Linked DNA regions of Muntiacus reevesi: region 1 is linked to region 2. A link is a contact called in public Hi-C data. All regions are on one chromosome and are shown on one strand. The core of a region is the stretch at or near the end of the contact, and the rest is flanking DNA. Distances in the headings are between cores, read along the strand shown. Region 1 holds the start of JADE1 (jade family PHD finger 1). Region 2 holds the start of PGRMC2 (progesterone receptor membrane component 2).

Region 1 (6,447 bases), core at 3-2,502, 440 kb after region 2:
TATATTCAGAAGAATTCTTCCAGTGGATAAGTATGCCTTTGGGTTTGGTACTCAATTTTGTAATCAGTGATCTATGTTCTGGATTATTGAATAGTATTTTCAACCTGTACCCCAGTTTTTTTTTTTTTTTTTTTCTTTTCCCTTTTGAAGCAGAATATCATATAGACTCATTTCTTTAAGGGGGTCCATGAGAGAAAAGTGCTTCTTTGGTGGCTCAGAGGGTAAAGAATTGGCCTGCAATGCAGGACCCCAGGGCTTGACCCCTGGGTCGGGAAAACCCCTGGAAAAGGGAATGGCAACCCACTCCAGTATTCTTGCCTGGATAATCCCATGGAGCCTGGTGGACTATAGTCCATGGGGTCGCAGAGAGTTGGACATGACTGAGCCGCTAACACTTTTGTACTTTCACGAGAGAAGTGTGTTAATCTCCACATGAAAGTTTGCGTTCTGCAGAAAACCAGTAATCACACCTTTTTTACACATAAATACCCCTGAATTAATCTGACTAATTTTATGTTAGTCTGTAGCTCCAGTTTTAGCATTTGGCTCAATTCTTCCTATTTGGAAGACAATGTCCAGTTCTGTAACACAGTGTAACATAATGGTGGTGTCAACTTACAAATAATTACTGTCTCCTAATGAATTAATGCTCATTTGCAATTATCATTTCGATACAAACTTAGGTAAAGAAGTGTTCCAGCTCCAAAACTGGATTTTCTATATTTAAAAATGTCATTATAACCCGCAGCTCCCCAAAACTGTTACTACGAAAGAACTATTTATTTTTCCATTCAATCTAAAAATAAAACTTCACCCAAACTACATTCCTTAATAGCCACAGTTTAATCTACATAATTTTAAATAATTTGAAAGAATCCTTTTCTAGTGCAGTGATGTCAAACAAGAGTTGAGACTGGGAGAGTTTGAAAGGGATAATTTAAAAGCCCACCACCCTGCTTGGAGACAGCTCAAGAAAGTCTAGGCTCACAAGAGAGGTGAAGGAAGAGCTTTTAAGAGCTGAAGCATGCGGCTCCTTGCAAGCCCCTGCTGACACAGGCCGAGCCTGCTACGGCGAGGGCCGCGAAGAGTTAACGAGGGACAGAGCCCCCCGCACCGCGGTTCCCGGCGCGCTCCCTCCGCCCTCCCGTCCCCACCCTCTCGTTTTGGCAAGGGATTAAAGTGCTCCCCCCTGTGGCAGCAGTGACCCAGAAATGAGTTTGATTCACACAGTCCTTCCTCCATAACAAGCCAAACGCCCGTCCGAGAGTGCCTCCCTGCGCGAGCGCCGGGTGTGTGCGCGCCGGCGAGAGCAGGGGCCCGCCCGGCTCCCCGCCCGCCACTCAGTCCGCCAGCCCGCCGCGGCCCGAACTCATGCGGCGCGGAGCGAGCGGCGAGGAGCCCAGCGCCGCGGCCGAACCCCTCCGTAGCAGGTACGCGCGCGGGCCGCGGGGGGCGCGCGGGGAGGGCGCGCCGACCGAGAGTCCGCGCGTGTCCGCGTGTGGGTCCGTGTGCGCGTTCCGATCCCGCGGCGGCGGCAGCGGCGGCGGCTGCAGGACGAGCCGAGAGGCTCAGCCATATTTGATGGTTTTGTTGCTTTGCTCGGGAGTTCTCGGGAGTAATTTAATGCCGAAGGTCGCTGCCTAGTGGAAATAATATAGTACGTCATTAATATGGCGCCAAAAGATTGGGTTCTCGATATGTAGCGAAGGAGGGAGGGCCGGCAGCCGCCGAGCGCAGCGTTACTATCCCACCAGTAACTTGGGCATTGCCGGGGCGGGGGCCAGAGGAGGAGGAGAGGATGATTTTTGGATCCTGAGAATTGATTTGTGTTGGATCAGTAAGTTTTATTATGATTATTTTTCAGTTTTGGGGGCTGAAGACTTAAGAGCTTTTTCTTTTGGATTTGCGAAGAACATGCGGTTTTCAGGCGAATCATCAATTAAAACGCGTTCAGGAGCAGAAACCCAGTTTAGTTGGCTTTAGTTATAGAATTTTTTAAACAGCCAAAGTGCATTAGGTTGCATGGAAGTAGAAAGCATAATAGCAACTTGGTAGACAGATGGCAATGGCAGAACAAGGTCCGGGTACATATATGAATCCAGAGTGTGTGTGACCGTGGTGGTGGTGCGGGGGGAAGGGACGTCGACTGTATAGTCCAAACATAGGTGTGGATATAGGTACATCTGTGTAGGGTAGCTGCAGCCCTATCTCTTATCACCGCGTCACCACATGTCCAAATTATTCATTGCATCAATTCAAGGGCAGTGAGGGAGGGGTGGGGGGTGCAGGGACAGTTTAGCAGTTAGATTCTTCCCAATTGGGTTTCCAGTGAACGGACCTTTTACTTACAGCCAGACTGCCTGTGAAGTGTAAAACCCTTTATCGGTGAAATTAGGAAGGAGTTGCATTGGTAGACCAAACTACTGATTAACCATGAACTTAAAACGGATAGCAAATTGCAACCTTTGGCACCGTCTGCAAATTGTGAAGGTGGCGTCGTGTCGCTTGGTCCGCCTGAAAACGTGCAGTGTGCACCCCGGGACTGCAAGTTGCGAAGCCCTTCAGTGCACGTGTCCTGCGCCTGTGAGTGTGTATTTGTGAGTTGGGGGCTGTTGTTCTGTAGCCACCAGGCTTTCCGGGTTGTTGGCGCTGGCTTGCAAATGCGGGAGAGGGATGGAATGTGGAATGTTGACCGGGGAACCGAATCCTGTCGGAACGGTCCCATTTGCTGGAGAAATTCGATCCCTTCCACCTCCTTCCCGCTCCCCCCGCCCGCCTGCGGGCAGGAGGCGGGGCCGAGGACGCGGCTGCTGCTCAAAGTGGCGGAGCGCGGCGGCGGGAGGCAGGTGCACGGCACCCGCCAGTGGGGGTGCCTCAACTTCCGCGGGCGTTTAAATAGCAGCCTCTCTCCCCTCCCAGCGGTAATAGGTGACCTGGCGGCTGAGGGCGGCGGGGGGAGGAGGGGGGAAGGACGGGGGAGACCCGGAGCTAGCCTCCGCGGCACGTGGGCAGGTGCTGGGTGGCCCCGGGGCCAACTTTTGTGGCCCGCCTCTGGCGCTGGAGGAGAGGCGGCTCCATGTGGAAATGGGGACGGGCGGGCGGCGGCCGAGGCGCTGCTTTCTCAGCCGCGCTGGAGCGTCACCTAACGGTCCCAGCAGCGTTGCCGGGGCCCGGGGTGGGGGGTTTCGGGGGCGGGGACGCCTGGCCCACCGCGCCCGCGCCGCGGGAGCCCCGCACAAAGCCCGCGGCGCGGGGGCGGCCACCGCGCTCACGCCCGGGGAACGGCCCGAAGCCCGTCGCCGTCCCCGCGTAGATTCCGGCGGGCGGCCGCAGGCGTTTGTTTGTTGGTTCCGCGCCGCCTTCCTCGCCGGATGGCTTCCTGTGACAGAGGTGATACACAGTTTCCAGAACTGTCTGGGGGCGGGAGCGGGAGCCGAGTCCTCTCGGAGCTGCTCGCCGTCACCGCTGCTCCCGCTCCCATCTCACAGCCGTTTCTCGCCGGCGCGCCCGCCCCAGTCTGAAGGTGCCGCCCGGGAGGGACTCGGGGAGGGGGGGACGGCGCGGCCGTTTCCAGCGGCGCAAGTGGCTTCTAGACGCGAGGGAGCGTTTGATTTGCAACTGGGGCCGAGCGGATTGGTGCAGCTGGCGGCGGCGGGGCGGGAGGAGCGGCGGCGGCGGCGGCGGCGGGGGGTGGCCACTTTCAAACGGAGAGGGCGGCGGCGGCGGGGACGCCGCTGCGGAGGGAGCGGGGCTTGATTGCGCCACGAGAAGGTGTCATCACTGCACCGGGGCTAATTCCGGCGGAGGTGCCGGGAGTTACTTTCCCCTCCTCCCGCGCTGTTGTTTCTGTCGCCTTGGGAGGAGGAGGAGGAGGAGGAGGCGGCGACGAGGGAGAGAGGGAGGGGGCGGCGTCGCTGCGCGAAGCCGCGGCTCTGCGCACTCCCCGGCGGGCGCCGCGCGGTGCTTTCTCCGGTGCGGGGCGGCGGCCCAGTTCTCCCCGCCCCGGGATCCCCGCCTTCCTGGGGTCCTCAGCTTTCTCTGTCCAGCCCCTCCCTTCCCCCGGCACGGGCTCTGCATCCCAGAGTCCTCCGCCCCCGGCTCTCCTCGCCCCGGGCCCCCCTCTGCGGTCGTACCCCCTTTCCTCGCCCCGGCTTTCCCACCCTGGGCTCCCCTCCCTGGCGCGCGGGGGCGGCCGTAGTCCCGGCACCGGGTGAACGCAGCGAGCGAACAAAAAAGCGGGCGATTTAAACGTGCCTTCGAAACCCGTTAGGAATGCGTCGTCACCACGAGACCGTTTAAAAGCAGCTTTGGCTGGTTTTCTAGTAACTAGGAGGCCGGCGCCCCACCTCGCTTCGGCGGGGGCGAGGGTCTGTCGCCTTCTATTTACCACAGCCGTGGGGGAATTTAAATTTTTTCTTTGTAAAGTGATAGTTGCAGTTGAATGACTTAAGACGGCTACATTTTTAGGAAATTGCGAGAGAATCTGAAGTTTCCATTAATGGGAATGCTTAGGGGCTTCTTTCCCAAAGGTTTTTATTAGGTGAACTATTTTTCCTTTTTAGAAAACCCGCTGTGAACGGCTAGATCTCTAGTTACCTGTATCTCAAGGCTAATACCTTTCAAAGTTAATGAACTAGTTTTAAGATACAGAGAAATTACTTCTCTGGAAGCTGGTTTAGGTAGTGATCCACCAGTGGTTAGCGATTAGGAAGCTGTGTTTGACCAGATCGCCGCTAATCAAGATTTAATCACTTTTAGCTGGAGAAAGGGAGCGTTCAGTGTAACTATACTTAAACTGACAACACTTTTGATAAAATAATTTACTGTAGTAGAGTGGGCAACACATACTGGACAGATACACTGCTTGTTCTGTGTGTGACACTTGGTAGCAAATACCTGCACCCGAAAATTCTTCATGCCCTTTTCTCCCAAAGATTTCAATCTCATCTAATGTCACTTTTAAATCGGATTGACTTTGTTATTTTGTTTTCTCCCTTAAGTTTATGTGTTTCTATATGTGTATTTGATAAGCTAGCATACATACCTCCTCAGAGCAGCCAGAGGTAAAGGTTTCAGTAGAATTTGAACTTGATTCCATCTTAAGGTCATAGGCTGCTTTCTAAGAAGAAAATTTGAGTGGGTTGTAACAGAGATTTTTAACTTCGACATAAGTGGATGTATGTTCATTTAGAAAGAACAAGATTCCCCCGCCAACAAGTTCCTCCTCTATCACCAGACCGGTTTTCAGCGTATAAGTGAATATTTTCGTTTCCTTTTGCAGAGGTTGAAAGAGTAGCTATAAAGGGAAAATAGTGAAAAATGATGAGTGTGTGAAAAGTGGGAACAGGAGAAAAAACTTTTTGGTTTTTAAGGACATGTTGTATTTTAGAATGAACAGTTGCTTAGCCCAGAGACTTTGGGTAGAAGGATTAACTAAAAAAGCAAACAAAACTTGGAGGACTTGGTGAGAATACAAACACACCTCCATGTGTTTCACCTTCATAAATAATTGATTTTTTACTTCAAAGAGCCCTTAGTGGCTTAAAGTATTATTACAGAAATGGTGTTACATGTACATGTTTTCAACTAGAGAAGCAAATATAAAAACACATTCCTATCACCTAGAAATCATCATTTTACCATTTTCCAGATAATTGTGTATACATACATATAATGAATCACGCTGTCTGTACAGTTGTCTAAGGAGTGTTTTTTCCTCCTGTTAGCTAGCTTGTCTATTTGGGATATATTCAGTTTTTCTTACTTGGCCTCCAAATATAACAGTGGCTTTGTCTAAAACACTGTCCAATCAAAGATCATTGCATCTCGTTATTTCCTGTAAGTAGACTCTAATCTGTAGTAACTTTTTGACAGAACCTCTGACATTGAGGAGGCATGTCTTCTGAGTTAATCATGACTGGATTTGAAAAAGTTAGAATTAAAGTAGCATTTTTGGTGTGTAATTTAGAGTCTTCAGTTTGGAGATTATCTGTTTGAAAACAGTTTTAAAGAAATTTGCGTGGTGTATTTATCTGCACACTTGGTGAGAAAAAAATTAACTGTGTTTCAGTACTGAGGTGGTTAGAACAGCAAACATCTAGACATCAAACACTGACCAAATCTTGTATTTTTAGGCTTTGTCAGGAGTGAGGAGGAGACCATGACTCTCACAGTTCTGCTTGCTTGCTTCCTTTCTGTTGGTGAAGCTCTTTCCTGAGTTAGTAATATGGGGCACCTGTTACACTATTGCAGTTCATGGTCTGTCAGAAATTGCATTATATGCCCAGTTTTCCTGCATGGTTAATAAAATAAGACATTCTCTAGAGGAAAATATAACACTTTTGTCAATATCTTGCGGCTTATTTGGATTGGCATTGAAAAGCTTGACTTAATTGGTCAAACAGTGGGAGTTATACCAGTGTTGAACTACTTTCGTCTCTCTTCAAG
Region 2 (6,542 bases), core at 2,362-4,861:
TTGGGCCAAATCTCCGCGTTTCAGTTTTCACATTTGTAAAATGGGAACATCACTTATCTCCTAGAGCTGTCTGGAAATTAAACGAGATAATAAGCCCCAAATGGGAGTTTCCTCCTCCTTCTACCCTAACCTCTAGAATCAATGCTATTGAATAGAACTCGATGGGAGGATGGAAATGCTCTATAAAGTGCACTGTTTGGGCACTTGAAATATGGCTAAAGTGACTGAGAAACTCAATTCATGTGGCTTGTGGCTACCATATTGAACATCACAACATAAAGCCATGAAAGTATGTTTCTCTGAGGCTTTAAATCCTTATGGGAACCAGGAGAGGGTATAAAAATAAGATTCTCTATGTAAGTTTATCTCAGAATGCAGTTTATCTCAAATAGAGTAGACAGGCTTTGTGGTCAAATATATCCGGATTTGAATATCATGTCTGTGTGACCCAACCAATTTACTCCAAATTCCTAAACCTCGAGCTCTCTCTCTTAAAGATAGGAATGTTCACTAACCTCACTGAAGCATTGTGGAGATGACAAAATAATAGATGTGATGTAGTAGCTGCTTAACAAATCTGCTTCCTTTCTCCTCCCATATTTTTTGTTTCTTACATGATCACTTTCCTCACAAACTGGCCAAGTGCCTGAACTGTTACTAAACTTAATATTGACAAATGTAGTTAATGCCAATTGTTTCCCAATGTCTGTTTACTCCACTAAATTAAACTGCCAACATTTAATTTTTTAAGAACTCAAACTTTAAAAATTATGACTAAAAATAAAAATAACTTCAACACAGAAAAGCCTCACAAACAATCTTTTAACTCTAAAACCATTATTGAGAACTGGGAGTGGATATTGGCTAGACTCCCTAAACTCATTCTTTCAAGCTACAAAGTCTCATATAAGGATTTTTACTTCTGAATTACTCTGCTACAAAATTCCTTAATTGATTTGAGGATAAAAAAATTAAAATAAAAACTGAATTTGTTTTATAGCCCGAAATTTTGCTTCAAGACTTCTGGGAAATGTTAGATCTCCTCTTAATGTGAAATATATTCCAAATCCATAAGCTGATCTGGCTAACTTTAAGGTTCCTTTCAATAAAAAAGTATTCCAAGTATCTGTTTAGGTTGTTCAAAACTACTTAGAATGAAATAATGGAGTATCACTCTGCCTGTTCATCAAGAAGAACCTGGAAATCAGTGAAAGCTAACCTAAAACTGAGTCCGCTGTTGTCATCTGAGGGGAATCCCCTCACTGGCTCGAGCCACACAAAGACTATCTATATTATAACGATGACTCTCATCTTAATTTAAAAATTTCTGTTGCAGAACATTTGCCACTGGGTGCTGCCAAATTGTGTCCATGGCTGTCTCTCTTAGCTATTTTCAGATAGTGGCAAGGCATTAATGTGTGAGGACTGATATGCTTCTTTGCACTAAACACTTGGTTGCTTCACTGTCCGTTTAGATAGGGGCTACAAAAGCAGAGTTATTAGTTTGGGTAAGTTGTGTTAAAAAACCTAGACCTGTACACAATTTCTAATTACTGAATACATAATATTGTGTAAATTCTTGACTAAAAAAAAAATTAACTAATTTGGTCTGTTCGTTTAAATATTGTCCTTTGGTCCTACTCATATTCGCTTAAGTAAACAAAAATGTATTAACTGTTTCAGCTGATGTGAGTGGGTAGACATCTGGTTTTCATTTTTATACAAGCAGCAAGTACTTTATAAGCTATCTGTGACTTGGTTGGATTGAATGTAAATATATACACAAAATACAAACAACTAAGAAATAGTTCAACACGCTTGTTACCAGGTGTAGAATCTCCCATTTCTCTTCCTTAACCCAATTAACAAACAACAAACCAGAACACTTCTAAAATATTTTCCAGCCACTAAGCACAGAAATCATAAGTGTACAGTTGCAGGTGTCAATAAATATCATGAACTAACAGATTAAAGAGGAAACCAACTTGTTTTTAGATTTGCCAACCCCTTAAGACTTGGATGTCCTCTTTCAAGTTAACAGGTGACTATAGGTCTCTAATTTTATTTACTTTTATTGTAGTAACTCCTTAAAAGCTCAGAATAACTACAAAACCAGAATGTACAATGTTGCTCAATTTTATGGTATGCCAACAGGTTTCATGAGTCTGAACTGAAATGTTTGCTATAACTACATTGTTAAAGAAGGATTTCTAAACCAACCACCTTACATACACAGTTCTCTGAAAGCAAAGCTTTAGAAACATTTAACTTGCAGAACTGGTGCATGGTGATATGAATTTATAGCTGTTTATAAAGTTCTTTCTTCTCAGTGAAAACAAAGTAAGTGATAATCAACGTGTATTTTAATACTTGCCTTCCTGCTACCAAAAAAAAAAAAAAAAGAAGAAACTGTACAAGCACGCCTGCTGGGTATATGAGTTCCACCTCCAAAACTCAGGGCGAATAACCTTGCCAGTATTTATTAGGATCTGCATTCTGATCAGCCTCATCCCACATAGACTGTTAATCTTGGAAAACATCTCTGTATCAAAACCGGTTAAAAAAAAAAGTCAAGGTGCTGCATATGGGATCGGATTTAATAGATTCTAGAAGGTTGGGACTTGGAACTACGTGTACTTAAACGTGGCCTTATGGGGAGTAGTAGATAAGCGCTCTGTGGCGCGCGCGCACACACACACACACACACACACACACACACACAAAAGTAAAGAAAGTTGTGAATTACAGGGCCTAAAATTTTAGGTCCCTACTTCAGAAATCTTCCTTCTTTCCTGCCCCCAACGATTCCAGAAATCAGAAAGCTCAGTAAAGGCTGAGGGCCAGCGTGACTGGCGACAACTAGAAGGATTTTGAAAAATTCAGCCCAAGAAAAGGCTGAGAAGAGAAATGAGATAGGAAAAAGATGAAAATTCAGAGCTCATTGCTGGGGCGACACTGGGATCCGAATTCGAGGAGTAAACACCGGTGGGGCCCGCGGCTTGGGCGTGTGGGGGGCGGGCCGTCTCAGGTGCGGCAGAAACGGCTCGGGGGTCCAGATGTCGAGAAGGCTGGCAAACTAACCCGGTGCCCAGGGGCCTCCCCATCAGAAGGGGGTCGTGCTTGAGCTGCAGGGGGTCCTCCCCCTCCCCTTCCAACTCCTCCTCACCCGGGCCGTAGAACTTGCTGCCTTTGGTCACGTCGAAGACTTTCCCATTGACCGCAAGCAGGATGCGCGGGTTGCGAGACCCGTCGTACTGGCGCAGCTGCTCCAAGCTGAAGTCCCGCTTCTTCATACGAGGCAAAGAGGCAGCGGGGCTCTCGTCGCCCGCTCCGGCCCCGGCGCCCAGACCCCGCCGCCCCCAGCGCACCCACAGCCGGTAGGCCCCCAGCAACACCAGCGCCACCAGCGCCACGTTCAGCAGCATCTCCCCGCCCACCGTCAGAAGCGCCAACGCCGTTGCCGACCAGCCGCCCCCTTCTGCTGCCGCTCCCGCGCCTCCCGGGCTCTCGCTGCTACCGTCGCTGCTGCTCTCGCTGCCACTCCCCAGGGTGCCTAAATTCACGTCCCCATCACCCGCCGCCATCACTGCCCGCCAGCGCCTTCCTCCTCCTCCCCGCCCCCTGCCCTCCCCAACCCCACGGCCGGCCCCGCCCATATGGGGTTTTCTAGCCAATAACGTGAGGGCAGGGGGTGGGGTCAGGCCGGCTCCTGATTGGGTGTTTACGCGGTAACATTGTCCTGGATCTCTCCCTCAGCCGTCCTTTTGCTGGCCGCGCTCGCGTGCGACGCCCCGCCCACCTCGCCCCACACTTCCCTGCTCTCGCCTGTCTCCTTCTCTAGTTGAAGTACAAGAGGGGGGCGGGTCTGAAGAGAAGATGCTGCGCCGACCGCGCGCGCGCGCGCACACAGGCGGGGCGAGGCTACGGCGCGTGCGCGGGTTCCGGGGCGCCACGAGCTCCCCTTTCCTCTGCAAACCCTCTGGGAGGAACGGCCTGCCCAGTTCTCTGGCTGTGCGCATGCGCTCACGGACCCCGCCCCTTCCCTGGTCACGGTTTGCGTCTGCCAGCTCCCGCCTCTTCGCCCACGCTGAGCTTCAGAGCCTCACGTGCGCTGAGGCGGCTGCTGAGGCTGCCTCTCTCGGACACCTTTCCGAGGGTGCGGGCTAGTGGTTAGTGAGGACCTGCGACATAGTTTTAACCGCTTGGCGCCCCCCAAAAGGGGTGTCTTTTCTCCCATGGACGCCGTCACGCCTGTCCAGACGCCCGGAGCGTGGGCGCGCAGGCAAAGCTACGGCCCAGAAGTTTTGGCGACGAGCTGGAGTCGCCTGGCGCCCAGAGAGTGCACGGAACTCGCACTGGGATTGTTTGGCGAAAGGAATCTACCTGCTGTCTCCGAGGACACCGAGTAGCCACTCCCCAGTGGTTTTGGCCAAGGCTGCTCCTGTAGAATTTTCTTTCACATTTTAGACGAGAGGTGTCGGTATTCCTTAAGTCGCACTCATTTGGGGCAGGAAGAAAGTGGATAGGGTGAGGTGGGCCTTCAGTTCGCTTGTTTAACTTAATCTACAGTTTCTTTTCATCTACCTAGGTCTTGTAGTCTTTTAACCTTTCGAGTCCTTAAAACTTCGGCGTAAATGTCACCTCTGAACCCTTACAGTGAGCGCCTCACCTCACGCTCTGAACTCCTTTGTCGTGCTCCCTCTCGCTCTAGCTTGTTTTGTGTCACTGGTTCCCCCACCCCTACCCCCTCGCTGTAAACTGCCCTCGTGGTGAATGAGCTGTGTCAAGGGAGTAACAGTTTTCGTTTAATCTGGAGGAACTTGCGGAGTGGAGGAGAGATGTGGGCAAACTGGAGCGTATGGTATACTAATTAGGGAAACAGCTAGTGGTCCATTTTGGCTTTAAGTGCCGCAGAGGAGCGAAGTCTGGAAAACTAAGCTTGTAATCACAGTATCACGGGATTGGCTTGGACTTTATAGGAGGAGTTTCAGCAGATACTGAAAGGAAAGTGACAGGATCAAAACTCTTCTGTAGAGCGATTATCTACTAGGATTGGTGTGAAGGGTTGGAGTGGGGAAAAGAATGGGAAATCAGTTACTAGGCTAAGGTATTTGTGCAGGAAGTGGCAGGAAGTGCGGGAATGTAAAGGGCCAGTCATTAACATTTCAGGTGTTCGGGTCGTAGGTACATAATTTTGCCTCATAGCGACTTCACTTCAGAGTTATAAAAGCAGTCCATGGGCTGAACCCCTGCTTGAGAGGTATTTTCTTGAGGCAGAGTGAACAATGGGGAGTAATCCTCCCATCTAGACTGTTTTTAAAGCGAATGTGGGCACTATTAACTACACTGGGAGAATGAAGAAGTGAAGTCGCTTCAGTCGTGTCCGACTCTTTGCGACCCCGTGGACTGTAGCCTGCCAGGCTCCTCTGTCCATGGGATTTTCCAGGCAAGAATACTGCTGCCATTTCCTTCTCCAGGGAATCTTCCTGACCCAGGGATAGAACCTGGTTCTCCCGCATTGCAGGCAGACTCTACCTTCTGAGTAGCCAGGGAATTAAAATTTACAACTCTACAAGGTTTTAAGAAACAGTTTTTTACACTTTTAAGTGATTGAAAACTTATTTCATGGTATCTAAAATTGTATCAAATGAAAATTGCAGTGTCCATAAAGTTTCATTGGAATACAGCCAGTCATTCCTTTAAGTATTTTCTATGGCTGGTTTCCTCTACGAGGAAACTTCCCGGGTCAAGAAGATCCCCAGGAGAAGGAAATGGCAACCCACTCCAGTATTCTTGCCTGGAAAACCCCATGGACAGAGGAGCCTGGCAGGCTACAGTCCATGGGGTCGCAAAGAGTCGGACACGACTGAAGCGACTTCACTTCTTCATTCTCCCAGTGTAGTTAATAGTGCCCACATTCGCTTTAAAAACAGTCTAGATGGGAGGATTACTCCCCATTGTTCACTCTGCCTCAAGAAAATACCTCTCAAGCAGGGGTTCAGCCCATGGACTGCTTTTATAACTCTGAAGTGAAGTCGCTATGAGGCAAAATTATGTACCTACGACCCGAACACCTGAAATGTTAATGACTGGCCCTTTACATTCCCGCACTTCCTGCCACTTCCTGCACAAATACCTTAGCCTAGTAACTGATTTCCCATTCTTTTCCCCACTCCAACCCTTCACACCAATCCTAGTAGATAATCGCTCTACAGAAGAGTTTTGATCCTGTCACTTTCCTTTCAGTATCTGCTGAAACTCCTCCTATAAAGTCCAAGCCAATCCCGTGATACTGTGATTACAAGCTTAGTTTTCCAGACTTCGCTCCTCTGCGGCACTTAAAGCCAAAATGGACCACTAGCTGTTTCCCTAATTAGTATACCATACGCTCCAGTTTGCCCACATCTCTCCTCCACTCCGCAAGTTCCTCCAGATTAAACGAAAACTGTTACTCCCTTGACACAGCTCATTCACCACGAGGGCAGTTTACAGCGAGGGGGTAGGGGTGGGGGAACCAGTGACACAAAACAAGCTAGAGCGAG

The links. A called contact is a pair of places that touch in the nucleus more often than the background predicts.
Region 1: a Hi-C map of blood shows a contact between it and region 2, with 4 times the contacts expected there. The contact joins the promoter of JADE1 here to the promoter of PGRMC2 in region 2. A contact is called at or near these places in 2 of 3 Hi-C or Micro-C datasets (blood and muscle).

What each region holds. Positions count from the first base shown.
Region 1 is chr13:42,834,259-42,840,705 of mMunRee1.1, forward strand. It overlaps JADE1 (jade family PHD finger 1), which reads left to right and starts at 1,253. Exons shown (of 11, transcript XM_065904935.1): 1 at 1,253-1,430.
Region 2 is chr13:42,396,451-42,402,992 of mMunRee1.1, forward strand. PGRMC2 (progesterone receptor membrane component 2) reads right to left here and starts at 3,612. Exons shown (of 3, transcript XM_065903816.1): 1 at 3,167-3,612. The coding sequence starts at 3,584.